Linked DNA regions of Mus musculus: region 1 is linked to region 2. A link is a contact called in public Hi-C data. All regions are on one chromosome and are shown on one strand. Each heading gives the region's core, a stretch centred on a gene start, on an enhancer-like site or on the middle of the called end of the contact. The rest is flanking DNA. Distances are from core to core; before and after follow the strand shown. Region 1 overlaps Pgs1 (phosphatidylglycerophosphate synthase 1). Region 2 overlaps Tmc6 (transmembrane channel-like gene family 6).

Region 1 (6,424 bases), core at 569-3,068, 240 kb after region 2:
TTGGATAAACTTCCTCAGGCTAGTAAGGGGAAGAAGGGTAGAGGCTGCTAGGCTAGCCTGGGGAGGACAGATGCTCAGGACTAGCTCTGTGGGGCTTGGCTCTGAAGCCTTGGAGCTTGAGATCATAGAAGAGAGTGCAGAATGGGACCTGCCATAGGCATCTAGTAGTACTTAAGATCCTGCTAGAACAGCAGTGTCCCCATGTGTACTGTGACAGAGCAGCTTCTGTGGGACCCACTGGCAGCACACTTCTTTATGTGGTGCAGGTGGTAACTAGAGACACGAGCAAACTCCTAGGTGTCCTGAGGTAGAAAAGGTGGGCAGCTGTATGTAGGCAGGCCTGGTCCTACCAAATGCCTCAAACACCATGTGACAGCCACCTCTGCTGTTAGGTAGGGTAGAGCCTACTTGCCTGTTTGTTCTGGGCTCCCAGAAGGGATGGAGGCTCTGGTGAGCTCCGTCTTGAGCTGCACTTTGCCAACAGGTGCTTCAGGCAGTTGAAAGAGCTGGGGCTAGTGGTCTCTGGAGAGCAGTTAGGGGGAGGGGAAGACCCCAAGGACATCATTGACAAAGTTCATTCAGAGAAGCCAGCTCTCCCTGCTAGGGGCGTGAGCCACAGCCGAAGTAGCAGAGAGACAAATGGCCCTGCACTCAGTGGTGTGGAGCACCATGGCAGTAGCAGGCAGGAGGGAGCCTGGTTCAGTGCGCCCTGATGCTGCCCTGTGGCTGCTTCCCTCCTAGGTTGAGAGGACGGTGTGTGGCAGAGACCTGGCAGGTGTTGAGCTCACTTCCTGTCTGCACTTCCTTTTCCCGCAGGCCTCTGGCTGTACCTGGCAGGGAGCAGCCTGCCCTGCCTCACGCTGATTGGCTCTCCTAATTTTGGGTACAGGTCAGTTCACCGGGACCTGGAAGCCCAGATTGCCATCGTGACGGAGAGCCGGTCCCTGCAGCAGCAGCTTCATCAGGTTGGTTGGAGCGGTAGGGTTCTTGGGTACATGGTTGTCCTCACAGGCGGCTCGTGCCTTTGTCAGTAAAGACAGGAAGTGAGACTGTGTGTCTCTCAAGTCTAAGAGAAACCCTGCAAGGCTAGACCTTTGACTATTGATTGCACTGCCAGGGTAGGCTTGAATCTTGCCAAGGCCATTCCCTCCTTCCATGCTGGAGAGACCACCATTTCCTCACTGGGGCATGGGGCCCAGTCGTTTCTAAAAGGGAGGGTGAATCCCAGGGTTGGCTGTGGCTGTGTGGCTGTGGCCCTCCCTGTGGAGCAGGCAACAGACAGCTCAGGACTCAGACATGCTGTCCTGTGAATTCTCCTGCAGCAGAGCCCTGCGCTTTGGTCTTGGAAGGACCTAACAGCTTTGCTTTGCAGGAGCCCCTGTGTGGGTTGGAACAAGATTCCTATTGGAGTCTTGGATATAGGACTCTTGCTCCCAGGCAGACCTCCAGAGCCGTGCTTGGTGGTTTTTATTTTGGTTATTTAAGTCTATCATGTGTGTATGAGGTGAGTGTGATGTGCGTGTGCCACGACACCTGTGTGAAAGGTAGAGGTCCATTTATGCAAATGGGCTCTCTTAAGGTATTTGCGTCTCGGGCTTGTAGGCCAGGCTCCTTCTGTGCTGAGCCCTCCCGCTAGCCTGCACACTGACATCAGGCTGCGGTGTTTGGGAATGGCTGTTCACAGCTTTGCTGGTGAGTGGGTGGGGAAGTGGCTCTTACTGCTTTGTTCTCTGGACCTGCTACTGTGTCTGGAACCTTGTCACCAAGGGCCAGGTGCCAGTAAGGTTCTGTGACAGGGCAAGGGGAAGTGACAACAGCCATGCCCTATAGCCAGCGGGTGATTGGGTGTGCTAGCAGATTTCCTTCAGCTGACTGAGGAAGCTCTCAAGCTAAGGGCTTCCCATAACAGGGTAACTGTTAGCCTCGGAGCCTGACTGTGAGGAAGGGGCGAGCCTGTGGCTCTGGACAGTGGGTCTGCCGGATTGTTCTTGCTGGTGCAGAGAGCTCTGTGCGCAGATGCCTCCCCAGAAAGAGCTGCTAATGCTTCTGGCCTAGGCAAGAATGAATTCTGGGAGATTTGGGGAAGCAAGTGCCCAGGCTTGTGCCCCAGGTCCTAGTACTGACAAGACCCCACTTCCTGAGATGGGGACTTAAACCCACATCCTGGATTTTGAGAAAGCAGCCTGGTTGTGGTCTGAGCTGATTTCTCAAATGACATACTTGGGATAGTTTCTTCCCAAACCTGCCTCCCAGGGGCTTTGGATGGTGGGAAGGTGGCAGCTCAAGCTGCTGTAGCGCTTCCATTCTCTACAGTGTATTGATTCAGGGTCTGTGAAGTAGAGATGAGTTTCTAGATGGCTCCATTTGCTGCAGTGTGCTTTGAGGCCTGCAGCTGGCCTCCTGACCTTCAGTGTCTGGTTGCTGAGTGCTGTGTGCAGCCTCGAGTGCCCAGCCCTTGGCCTGTGGCCCCACACTCAGAAGTCTGCTGCAGTTCTCTTGGGACCCAGGGAAGGGCCCTGTCTGTGTATGGAGCCTTGAAAATGGAAGATATTTTTACCAGAGCCCCGAGTCCCTCCCTAGTAGAGCGAACAGTAAGAACTGAAAGCGTCCTGGTTTGGTTCAGAGCTTAGCTTCCCACCTGACCTGAGAGGCTCCTCGCACAGCACTGTGACCCCACCAGCTGACTTCCTCCTCCATCCCTGCTGCGGCCGCTGTGAGGACGCAGAAGCGTTTCTGGTAATTTAATTGAGATCTTGGCTGGGTGTTTACTAAAGAGCAGAACTGGAGCTGAGTCTGTGGAGACTTCTACAAACCAGTCCCAAGCTGGCTCCTCCACAGAAACAGCCCATAGAACCTGAGGCTGGTATTCATGGCGTGTGGGGACTGCCATGATGGGAAAGCCAGCTGTGAGGACAGAGTTTGAAAGTTTGGCATGGGCATTGGCTTCAGGATGCTGCCTCTGCGACAGTCACAAGTTTGAAGCAAGTACAGGGGATGTGGAGCTGGGCCCTGGGTCTCTACCTCTGTGGGCAGTGCCTCAGAGACTTCGGTGAGGTGTCCTCTCAACTCTGCTGACTGGAGGGACTGCTGATGAGTCTGTCCCTCCTGAGCTGATCTCTTCTCGGTTTTTTCGAGACAGGGTTTCTCTGTATGGCTTTGGCTCTCCTGGAACTCAGTCTGCAGACCAGGCTGGCCTCAAACTCAGAAATCCGCCTGCCTCTGCCTCCCAAGTGCTGGGACTAAAGGTGTGCGCCACTTTCTCAAATGACATACTTGGGATTGCTGCTGCTCCTCCTGCTCCTCTTGCTGCTGCTGCTGCTGCTCCTCCTTCTCCTCCTCCTCCTCCTCCTCCTCCTCCTCCTCCTCCTCCTCTTCCTCCTCCTCCTCCTCCCCTGGCTCCTCTTTCGGATGATGCTGGCCCTGCAAGGCTCTGTCAGGACCTCCTGTGTATGCTGATGGTCATAAAGCTGTGACCCTCAGAATGGGTGTAGGTGTGGCCCAAATGCTCAGGAATGCATCTGCCAGAACATGAGGACAGCATGTGTAGAGTGTCCATACAAATGTCCCCACAGCTGGCTTCCCCATTGTGACAGTTCCCACATGCCTTGTGTCTTAGGGTTTCTGTTCCTGCACAAACATCATAATCAAGAAGCAAGTTGATTCAAGAGGAAAGGGTTTATTCAGCTTACACTTCCACATGGCTGTTCATCACCAAAGGAAGTCAGGACTGGAACTCAAATAGGTCAGGAAGCAGGAGCTGATGCAGAGGCCATGGAGGGATGCTGCTTACTGGCTTGCTTCCCCTGGCTTGCTCAGCCTACTCTCTTATAGAACCCAGGACCTCCAGCCCAGTAGGCCCTCTCACCTTGATCACTAATTGAGAAAATGCTTTACAGCTGGATCTCATGGAGGCATTTCCTCGAGGGAGGCTCCTTTCTCTGTGATAACTCCAGCTTGTGTCAAGTTGACACACAAAACCAGCCAGTACACCATGAATACTGCTGTCCGGTTTTATGGGCTGTGGTCCGTGGAGGAGCCAGCTCTGGTCTGGGGGAGGGGCTGGTTTGCAGAAGTCTCCACAGACCCAGCTCCACAAACCTAATATGATTGGAGACAAACATGTATATGTTAGTTTTCTTTTATTACCATCCCTTCTGTACACACACACACACACACACACACACACACACACACACACTTACGTACGCGCGCACGCACGCACACACTCACACACACTGGTGCCACAACATGGTGTGGACAAGTTAAAGGAGTCACTTCTCTCCTACCGTAGGAATTGTCAGGCTTGGAGGCAGTGCCTTTACCAATCAGTCTGCATGTATCTTTTAAAACTTGGTTTTAAAGGTAAAAGTTTAAACATTGCTTGGGACAGAAGAAACTGTGTCTTCATGGGACTCACTTGGATCACTCTGTCTTCATTCCGACTCTCAGCCTTCCACTCCTGTATGTACCAAGTCCAAGGAGCCAACCACTGTGGATGGGAAATGCGTAAGGAGGTTTGCTCTGACTTGGATATGCTCAGGCTTTGTCTTGTTTCTCTGAAGAGTGCAGTAGAACGTCATACGATACATGACATTGATGATATTACATCTTATACTTACAGTTGTGTTAGATATTTTAAATAACATGGTGTTGAAAAGTCTTGAGACCTGGCTGGAGATCAGAGTCTATCCAGCTCTTGTTGAGGACCCAGCGCCCATTGGGAGGCTCACAACTGCCTGTAACTTCAGCTCCAGGGAATATGATGCCCTCTTCTGGCCTCTGTGGGAACTGCATGTATACACTCATCTATTTGCAGATACACATAAAATGTCTATGTGAGAGGCAGGCCGGGTGGTTCAGGGCTGCAATCTCAGCAGCTCTGGAAGCTGACACAGAAGGACTGTAAGTTCAAGGTTAGCCTAGGTAATTTAGTAAGATCCTATCTTAGAGTTTTTTAAAAAGTGGGCAACTGGAGCTGTAGCTGGGTGGTGGAGCACCCTGCTCACCTAGCAGGCACGAGGCTCTAGGCCCAATTGCCAACGCTGAAACGGGATAAAAGCGTGCCTGTGTGAGCATGTACACGCCGCTGTTGGATTCAGGGCTTGAGTGTCTGAAGGGTTTGATGTCTGGCGGTCATGTGTTCTCTGGGACCAGCTATATGTTTATGTTGTGTGTCTCATGTCTGGTTTCTGTGGTGTCTGGTGGGCATGCGTTCAGCTGTATGTTGTGTGTCTATGTCTGGTTTCTGTTACTTTTCTTTACTTTCCTCTTAACGTCAGTCCTGACACTGGTGTGTCATCTGGGTTAATTTATAAGTGAATACTGGATATTTAGGTGGTTTCCAGCCTTTCTCCACTGTAAATGTGGCTGCACAAGTGTCTGTAAAGATCTTACTGTGGGGGTGAGATCATAGTTGCTTTCTTGGGACAACCTCTGGCGAGTGTCACTTCCCTTCAGCAGTGGTGGCTGATACTGCACAGTGACCTGCAGTTGGTGGAAGGGAACCTGCCATGTGTTAGACATTTCTTTTCTATGTTACACATGATGAGCTAGGAATACTGCTACTACTGATTGACACCTACCCCAGACCCCTGTTTCTTATCTTACTTAACTCACACTAATTTATTTCACGAGGGGTAAACATCTAAAATAGTTTTCCCACCAGCTCTAACTGTTGAGCTAAATCAGCGATATACAGAGGCAGAGCCTCTTGGCTGGGGTCCTCAGGAGGCTGTGTGGCTGGCGCCTCTGGCCGGTCTTGTGGACAGACAGCTAGCTCTGCTGTACCAGGTGTCTAGGAACCACAGAGTGACCCACATCTAGTGCCTGACTGTCCTTTCTCTCCTCAGGAGCAAGAGCAGCTCTACCTGCGGTCTGGTGTGGTGACCTCCGCAACCTTTGAGCAGCCAGGGCGGCAGGTCAAGCTGTGGGTGAAGATGGTGACCCCGCTAATCAAGAACTTCTTCTGAGAACAGGCAGGTGCTGGGAATTCAAAGTAGGCCAGGAGTGTCCTGACGGGATCCTTGAGGGAGCGTGCAGCCTTGTCTGTCTGTCCACTGCTCCCTTTATTTGATACAGCAATATTGAGTGGTTTTGGATGGCAGTTTTAAAGTAAGCGCTGGACTTTGCTCCTCCCTCCTCCCGTCCTGGGCTGGGACCACCTGTGGTGAGGCCAGCTTCACCTATCTCCTCCTGCTCTCCCTGCACAGGGTTCTGGGGCAAGGGCCATAGCGGGGCTTCTTCCATTCCCTGCTCTAGGCAGTGTGGTGTGGCCCTGTGACAGACAGTGCTTAAAGATGGAGGAGCTGTTCTAGAGAGCTAAGCTTGCGTGTGGTGTGTGCTCGGGCACACAGGTGATGGGATGGGACAAAGCATGACAGACAGCCTGTCTTCCCTGATCCGCAGCAGGTTACTGTGATAGCAG
Region 2 (6,580 bases), core at 2,879-5,378:
ATCACTAGAACCCACAAAGAAGTGGGAGAACCAACTCCACACACAGACACTAAATTAAAACATTGAAAATAAAAAACTTTAAATTTAAAGAAAAAAAAAAAGCAGGCTGGAGAGATGGCTCAGCAATTAAGAGGGCTGTCTGCTCTTCCAGAGGTCCTGAGTTCAATCCCCAGCAACTACACGGTGGCTCACAACCATCTGAAATGGGATCTGATGCCCTCTTCTGGTGTGTCTGAAGACAGCTACAGTGTATTTACATATAATAAATAAATCTTTGGGCTGGAGCAAGGAGGAGGGAAAAAAAAAGGGCCTGGCACACAGGAGGCCCTGGGTGTGATAGCCAGCAATACAGAGGAAGATCTGGATGAGAAACCTGACATGACTGCCTGGGCTACAGAGTCAAGCTCCTCCCCCAAACTAGAGCAAACACAGGTGTGCCGAGGGGAACCCCACAAGCTAGGCGCACAGGCAGGCTGGCACTCACATTCCGGATCTGCTCCTTGAGCAGGCAGATGACCTTCCGTTGTCCTTTCACCACCTGGATGTTGAAGTAGATGACAGCCCTGAGGAGATGGGGGGCTCAGGCTGGAGGCTGGTGACAGGGCCAGGACAACACAGGACACTAGCACAGGCTAGCCTCTCACCGCCACCCCCACCTTAGAACTCACAGCAGCAGGGCTGAAGCCAGGAAGAGGAAGAAAGTGTTCTCCACCAGGAAGTGGTGCAGCCAGGGCAGCCAGGAGGCTCCGGAGCCTGCATGCTCCAGGCGACGCACCCAGACCGTGCCTGCTTCATACATGGTGTTCAGAGTCCGGAAAGGGCCACAAGTGCTCGAGGGCCTCACCCTGGAGAAGTGGGAGACCAGGCCCTGAGTCCCACTCTCAGCTAGTACAAAACATTTCCTGTGTCCATTCTCCCCCCCCCCCCCCAAGCCAAAGAACAGGCTTCCACTCACTGCCAGACAGCATAGCAGAGGAAAACAGCAGCGCCCAGGAACGACGGGAAGCAGAGCAAGGTGAGGAAGACAGTGCTCATGTGCGAGGCCAGCCAGGGTCGGCGTGGTGCCTGGCAGTTGGCCATCAGGCTGGCCTGGGGACAAAGGCTAGGATTTACATTCTGCCAAAGCCACCACGTCCTGCCCGCCAAACTCCATCCCCCCACGCTGGTCCTATAAGAGTATGATTATTACTGCTTACCCACCTCTGGGCATCCCTGTGAGCATTTCTAGATTCACTTAACTGAGGAGGGGGGAAGACCCACCCTGAATGCTGGGAGTACCACCCCACCAGCTGGGGTCCTTGACTACGTACAAAATGAGAAAGCAAGCTTAGGAGCAGCATCCATCTCTGCTTCCCGACGGAGGATGCCGCGTGACCAGCTGCCTCTCGCTCCCACTGCTGTGCCTTCCTCAGCGGGAACTGTAAACCCTCTGAATGAGCTAAAATAAACCCTTTCCCTCTTAAACTCCATTTGTCAGGTACTTGGTCACAGCAACAATAAAGACAGTACAAAGACACAGCCAAAAAGCTGGCCTGCAGCCAGGCCCCAAGCCAGAACTCAGGACAGTAGAGAGAGAGAGAGACCCTGCCCCCTTCACCCTAGGCAATAAGAGGCAGCAAGCCTGGGCAAAGGGGCTAGCCTTCACCACCACATGCACTGGCTGACCAGCACCACTCTGGATCTCAGCTGCCCACAAGGCAGCAGCCCAGTAAGACTACCACGTGAAGGGGGCAGCTGAGGAGGAACAGAATGGGGCCCAGAGTCTCTCCCAAGAGTCATGGGAACCAACAGATGTCTCCAGCAGATGCCCCAGGCAGGAATGTTGGGGAGGGGCAGCCCAGTGCCACAAGCCCACTCTGCTACCAAGTTAGCATCTTTTTCAGGGGGAAAGGGGGAGGGGGTCTTATTATGTAGCCCCAACTACCCTAGAACTTGTGTAGATCAGGCTGGCCTTGAACTCAGCAAATCCCTGCCTCGGCTACCTGGCCGCTGGAATTAGAAGTGCCGGCCATCACACCCAGCCCGGGTTACCTTCTTGATGTGGAAAAGGAAGAGCAGCCGGAGAATCTGTACTGCAGGCAGGAGCGGTGAGAACAGGACGCCCAGCCTGGAGAGGGCGGCAGGCAGGGCTGGTGAGCATCTTCCCACCCACCCTCTACCCTCTGCCCACCCAGAACCAAAGGCAGGCTGCCATGGCGCAGGGAAGAAAGGCACTGGCTGACAGCCAGTGGGAAGCAGGCGGGAGACCCTCACCAGGTCAGTGTCTGTCCATAAATCAGGTCCAGCACATTCCTGGCAATGTCAAACTCAGGCTTCTGCCCCCTCTTGAGCTTCTTCTCTGAGATGAGCCTGGACAGAGGAGCCCCTGAGAGATGAGCAGGGAGACTCTCATCCCCAGAGCACCAGGCAGAGCCACCTAGCACCCAGCAAATGTCAGGAGAGATTGTGGCCACTCAGGGCCTGGGGGCAGTCACTGCAGAAGCCCCGTCTGATCCTCTCCCCAAAGCAAGACACCAATCTCAGCACACTGCATTGTGTATGTACTGTGGGGCTAGAGAGATGGCTCAGCGATTGAGAGCACTGCTGCCCTTTCAGAGGACCTGGGTTCAATTCCAAGCACCCTCATGGTGGCTCACAACTGTCTACAACTTCAAGATCTGACACTCTCACAGACATACATACAGGCAAAATGATATAAATTGATTTTTTGGTTGTTTTTGGTTTGTTGTTTTGGTTTGGTTTTTGTTTTATTTTTTTTCAAGATAGGGTTTCTCTGTGTAGTTCTGGCTGTCCTGGAACTCACTCTGTAGACCAGGCTGGCCTTGAACTCAGAAATCCGCCTGCCTCTGCCTCCCAAGTGCTGGGATTAAAGGCATGCACCACCACTGCCCGATTAATTGTTTTTTGGGTTTTTTTTGTTTGTTTCTTGTTTTGAGTTGTACTGCTCTAAAACCAAACAAAGGGGGCGTTGGGGGTAGAGAGACCACTCAGTGGTTAAGAACACCTGCTATTCTTCCAAAGGACTCGAATTCAGTTCCCAGCACCCACATAAGGTAGCTCAGAACTGCCTGTAACAGCAGCTGTGGCTGGGGAGAGACATCTGACTCCCTCTCACAGCCTCTACCACCACCAACACCTACACACAGATACACACACACATGCACACACGACAAGAATACGAATGAGAAAATAACTACAAATGGAATGGGCAAGGCGGTGCACGTCTGAAACACCAGCACTCAGGAAGCTGAGGCAGGAAGATTCCACGAATAAGGCAAGACAGGACTACATAGTGAGCTCCAAGGCAGCCAAGACAAAGACAAAGCAGCATTCAGGAGGCCAAGGCCAGCCTATACTACAAGGTGAGACCGTGTGTCGAGAAAGCAAGAGGTGACAGGGCATGGTGGCGCATGCCTTTAATCTCAGCACTCAGGCAAAGGCAGGCAGATCTCTGAGTTCCAGGCCAGCTGGGACCTTGTCTCAAAACAAGGACTTCTAGGTCAGGTGGCATAGGCTTAGGCCTGTAATCCCCTCAGAAGGAGGAAGTAGGCAGTCTGGAGTAAGGCTGGGTGACTTCTCAGGATTCACCTCAAATGGGCAGAAAAGGCTTGGTAAGATGGATGTGCAGATAAATGTACCCAACGTAATGACCTGAGTTAAATCCTCAGGATCCATGTGTTAGGAAAGAACTGACCTACACACACACACACACACACACACACACACACACACACACACACACACACACACACATACACACACACCACAATTAAAAAAAAGTCTAAGAAAAGATTGAAGCCAGGTGTGGTGGCACACACCTTCAACCCCAACACTCAGGAGGCAGAAGCAGATGGATCTCTATGAGTTTAAGGCCAGCCTGGTGTACAGAGTGAATTCAGGACAGCCAGGACTACACAGGAAAAACCCTGTCTCAGAAAACCAAAAAGAAAAGCGTTGAAGAACAATGTCTTACTTTTCAACTCTCCTTAACTCCATGTCCTCTCAAAGGAAACACAGGAGTCAATGATTGCTCAGAAAGCTGGAAGCCGCGCCCCACCCCCGGGACATGATGACTTCTCTCTCTTCCGCTGTCTATAAGCAATACTGAAACCCCATTTTCCTTTCCACCTGAAACTACCCCACATCCTGCCTCCCACCATCCTCCTTGTCTAAGAACCTTTCACAGGCTGGTACCCAGAGCCCAGAGGACAGGGTGGGAAGGCCTCCATCCTCACCTCCACACCAACTCTCCAAAAAGGGAGTCCAAGAGCATGAAGATGAAATCCACGACCATGAAGCGGTACAGCTCCTGGCCCACAAAGTCCTCCCAGCACTGACCCTGCAGGGTGGCCACCCTGCGGCCCAGCCAGTGATAGCAAAGCACACCCAGGACGGCCATCTTCAGGATGAGGTTCCTGTGCAGGTGGAGGGTTTGGAGGCTAAGGGGGAGGCCGGACAACAGACACTCCGAGGAGCCCTACCCAGCAGCCCACGCTCCCAGCCACACACCTGCAGATGGCCATGTATACCTCCAACACAGGGGAGTCATGTCGCTCCAGAGTGGCTAGACCACGGAACAGGTAGGAGGCACCCAGGTTAAGGACACTGACCACCAGGGGCAAGGCCAACGCCTCCACCCCCTGGCCACCAGAAGCAGGTCTCTATGAGAAGAGAGAGGATTCCTTTAGAAAAGATGCACTACCCACAGGGACATGCCACCCTGTGGGGAGCAGGCACTACTGGAAGGGTCTGGCTGGAAAATGGGGGCAACTTCCTCTCCCAAGACACACAGCTTGCTCCAGGCCTGGGTTCCGGCCACACAGGAAGCAAGGGAGAGCATTAGAACCGTGGGGGGAGGCGGGGGTGGCCCAGGCCTGATGGGGTTATGGAATCTCAGCCACTGGGCATTCTATCCCTTGCCTTACCTGAATCATTACCTCTGAGAAGGTGAGGACAGCCACCGTGCAGCCCATTGTGGAGCCCAGACACAGCAGCCACCCCAGACCTAGAACGACGACCTGCCTCAGCTGCCCGCACACACTCCGAGGGCGCTTTCGAAGGTGCCATTCAGCCAACAGCTCCTGAAGATGGTAGTGTGTCTCTGTCACTGGACAGCCTGACACACAAGCAGGCTGCCCCAGCCCCTCCCTTCCCTAAAGAGGCTCAGGCCATACATCTAGGACACAGGGAGTCCAGGATGGCCACCAGCTTAAGGCCTGTCCCTCCTCATCCCTTCACCACAGTCTTAACTCTAGGAAGCCCAGTGCCTGGCCTGTGTCCCTTGTCCCCTTCAATGGACATGGGCAGCCCCTAGCCGACCAGAGCCCCTGGGGGGGGGGTGGACACCTGTCCACAAGAAAAACTCTCATGAAACCCCAGAGTGGCCCCTGTGACCTTGAACAGAGGATCTGATCACTGTGCCTCCATTTCCCCAGCAGTCCTTAGCCCCTGACCACTGTAGTCACTAGTACTATAAAGGAAGCTGTTCACAGCTGATAGGTTGAGGGTAGGAAGGCAAAGTTCCCCAGAAAAGGGAAGCAGTTCCAGTAACTCCAGCACCTTCATGTCACTGACACTCAGGGATAATGCCACGGAGGCCCCAGCTGAAGTAAGGTACAGGAACATCAGACCTCCTGGTCACTGTTAGGGAAAGACCACCACAGCCCAGAACCTCAAGGCCAGCTCACAGTCATACACCACTTCCACACAGATCTGGCTACTTGCTCCTGAGAGGATAAGGTCTGCAGAAACTAGGCAGCATGCATGGGACTGGTAGCTGCTTACCTTCAGCTGAGTGCAGATGCTGTCCTGTTGGACACGGGAAGCCCTCTTCTGTGTCACCTTGTAGTCCCAGGAGCAGAAGACCGTAAGGGCATGGATACCCTTGGTACTGCCAACCCGGTAGCTCTCCCCAAAGGAGTGGGACATGCTAGAGAGCAGCAGAGACAAGCAGTGAACAATGGGAGGATGGGTAGACAGACAGGTGATGAGTAGACGGATGGATGGATGGATGGATGGATGGATGGATGGATGGATGGATAGATGGATGGATGGTTGGGTAGGTGGGTGGGTGGATGGATGGATGAATGGGTGGGTGTGTGGGTGGGTGGATGGGTGGGTGGATGGATGGGTAGATGGACAGATAGATGGGTAAGTGAATGGATGATAGATAGATGGCTATGTGGATAGATGGGAAATATGGTTTGGCAGGAAAGTAGGTGGGCAGATGGGTGGATGCACAAATGGATCGAGGGACTGACAGAAGAAAGCACAAGTAGGGGATACAGGAATGGTTAGATGGGCAAGTGGGTAGACAGGTAGACAGGCAGGTAGATGGACAGATGGACGGATGGGTGGATGGGTGTGAATGGAAAAATCAATAGCTGTATGCACAGAAGACGTAATCAGGATAGAGAGATGGGTGGGTAAGTGGATGTCTCAATAGGAACATGGGTAGGCAGACATGGGAGAACGGATAAGGGGATGAGTGGAAAAGAGCTGGATAGACAATGTAGGAGCCACAGGTGAGAGGAAGGTGCTCAGAGTGAGGGCTCCGTGGTTAAGGTATACCTGTATACCA

The links. Hi-C and Micro-C count contacts between places; a contact is called where the count stands out from the background.
Region 1: a contact with region 2 is called in a Hi-C map of regulatory T cells, with 4 times the contacts expected there. The contact joins two enhancer-like sites. A contact is called at or near these places in 3 of 484 Hi-C or Micro-C datasets (CD8 T cells, embryonic stem cells and regulatory T cells), 1 of 115 datasets of contacts at active chromatin or transcription factors (pancreatic cancer cells) and 3 of 9 other capture datasets (adipose tissue, liver and pancreatic islet).

Annotation. Positions count from the first base shown.
Region 1 is chr11:118,013,758-118,020,181 of GRCm38.p6, forward strand. Pgs1 (phosphatidylglycerophosphate synthase 1) reads left to right here. Exons shown (of 10, transcript NM_133757.2): 8 at 817-965; 9 at 5,850-5,975. The coding sequence ends at 5,969. Among named protein-coding and RNA genes, the nearest start is that of Mir6933, 15 kb to the left of the region's middle. Within about 2 kb of position 1,819, at least 122 of the 459 cell types and tissues checked have an H3K27ac peak or open chromatin away from gene starts, as enhancers often do. A contact at or near this core is called in CD8 T cells and regulatory T cells, where this site is marked.
Region 2 is chr11:117,768,438-117,775,017 of GRCm38.p6, forward strand. Tmc6 (transmembrane channel-like gene family 6) reads right to left here. Exons shown (of 20, transcript NM_145439.3): 9 at 6,571-6,580; 10 at 5,785-5,929; 11 at 4,926-5,081; 12 at 4,510-4,661; 13 at 4,236-4,415; 14 at 2,254-2,349; 15 at 2,032-2,107; 16 at 956-1,089; 17 at 669-845; 18 at 485-563. Among named protein-coding and RNA genes, the nearest start is that of Tmc6, 9.0 kb to the right of the region's middle. Within about 2 kb of position 4,129, at least 14 of the 459 cell types and tissues checked have an H3K27ac peak or open chromatin away from gene starts, as enhancers often do. A contact at or near this core is called in CD8 T cells and regulatory T cells, where this site is marked.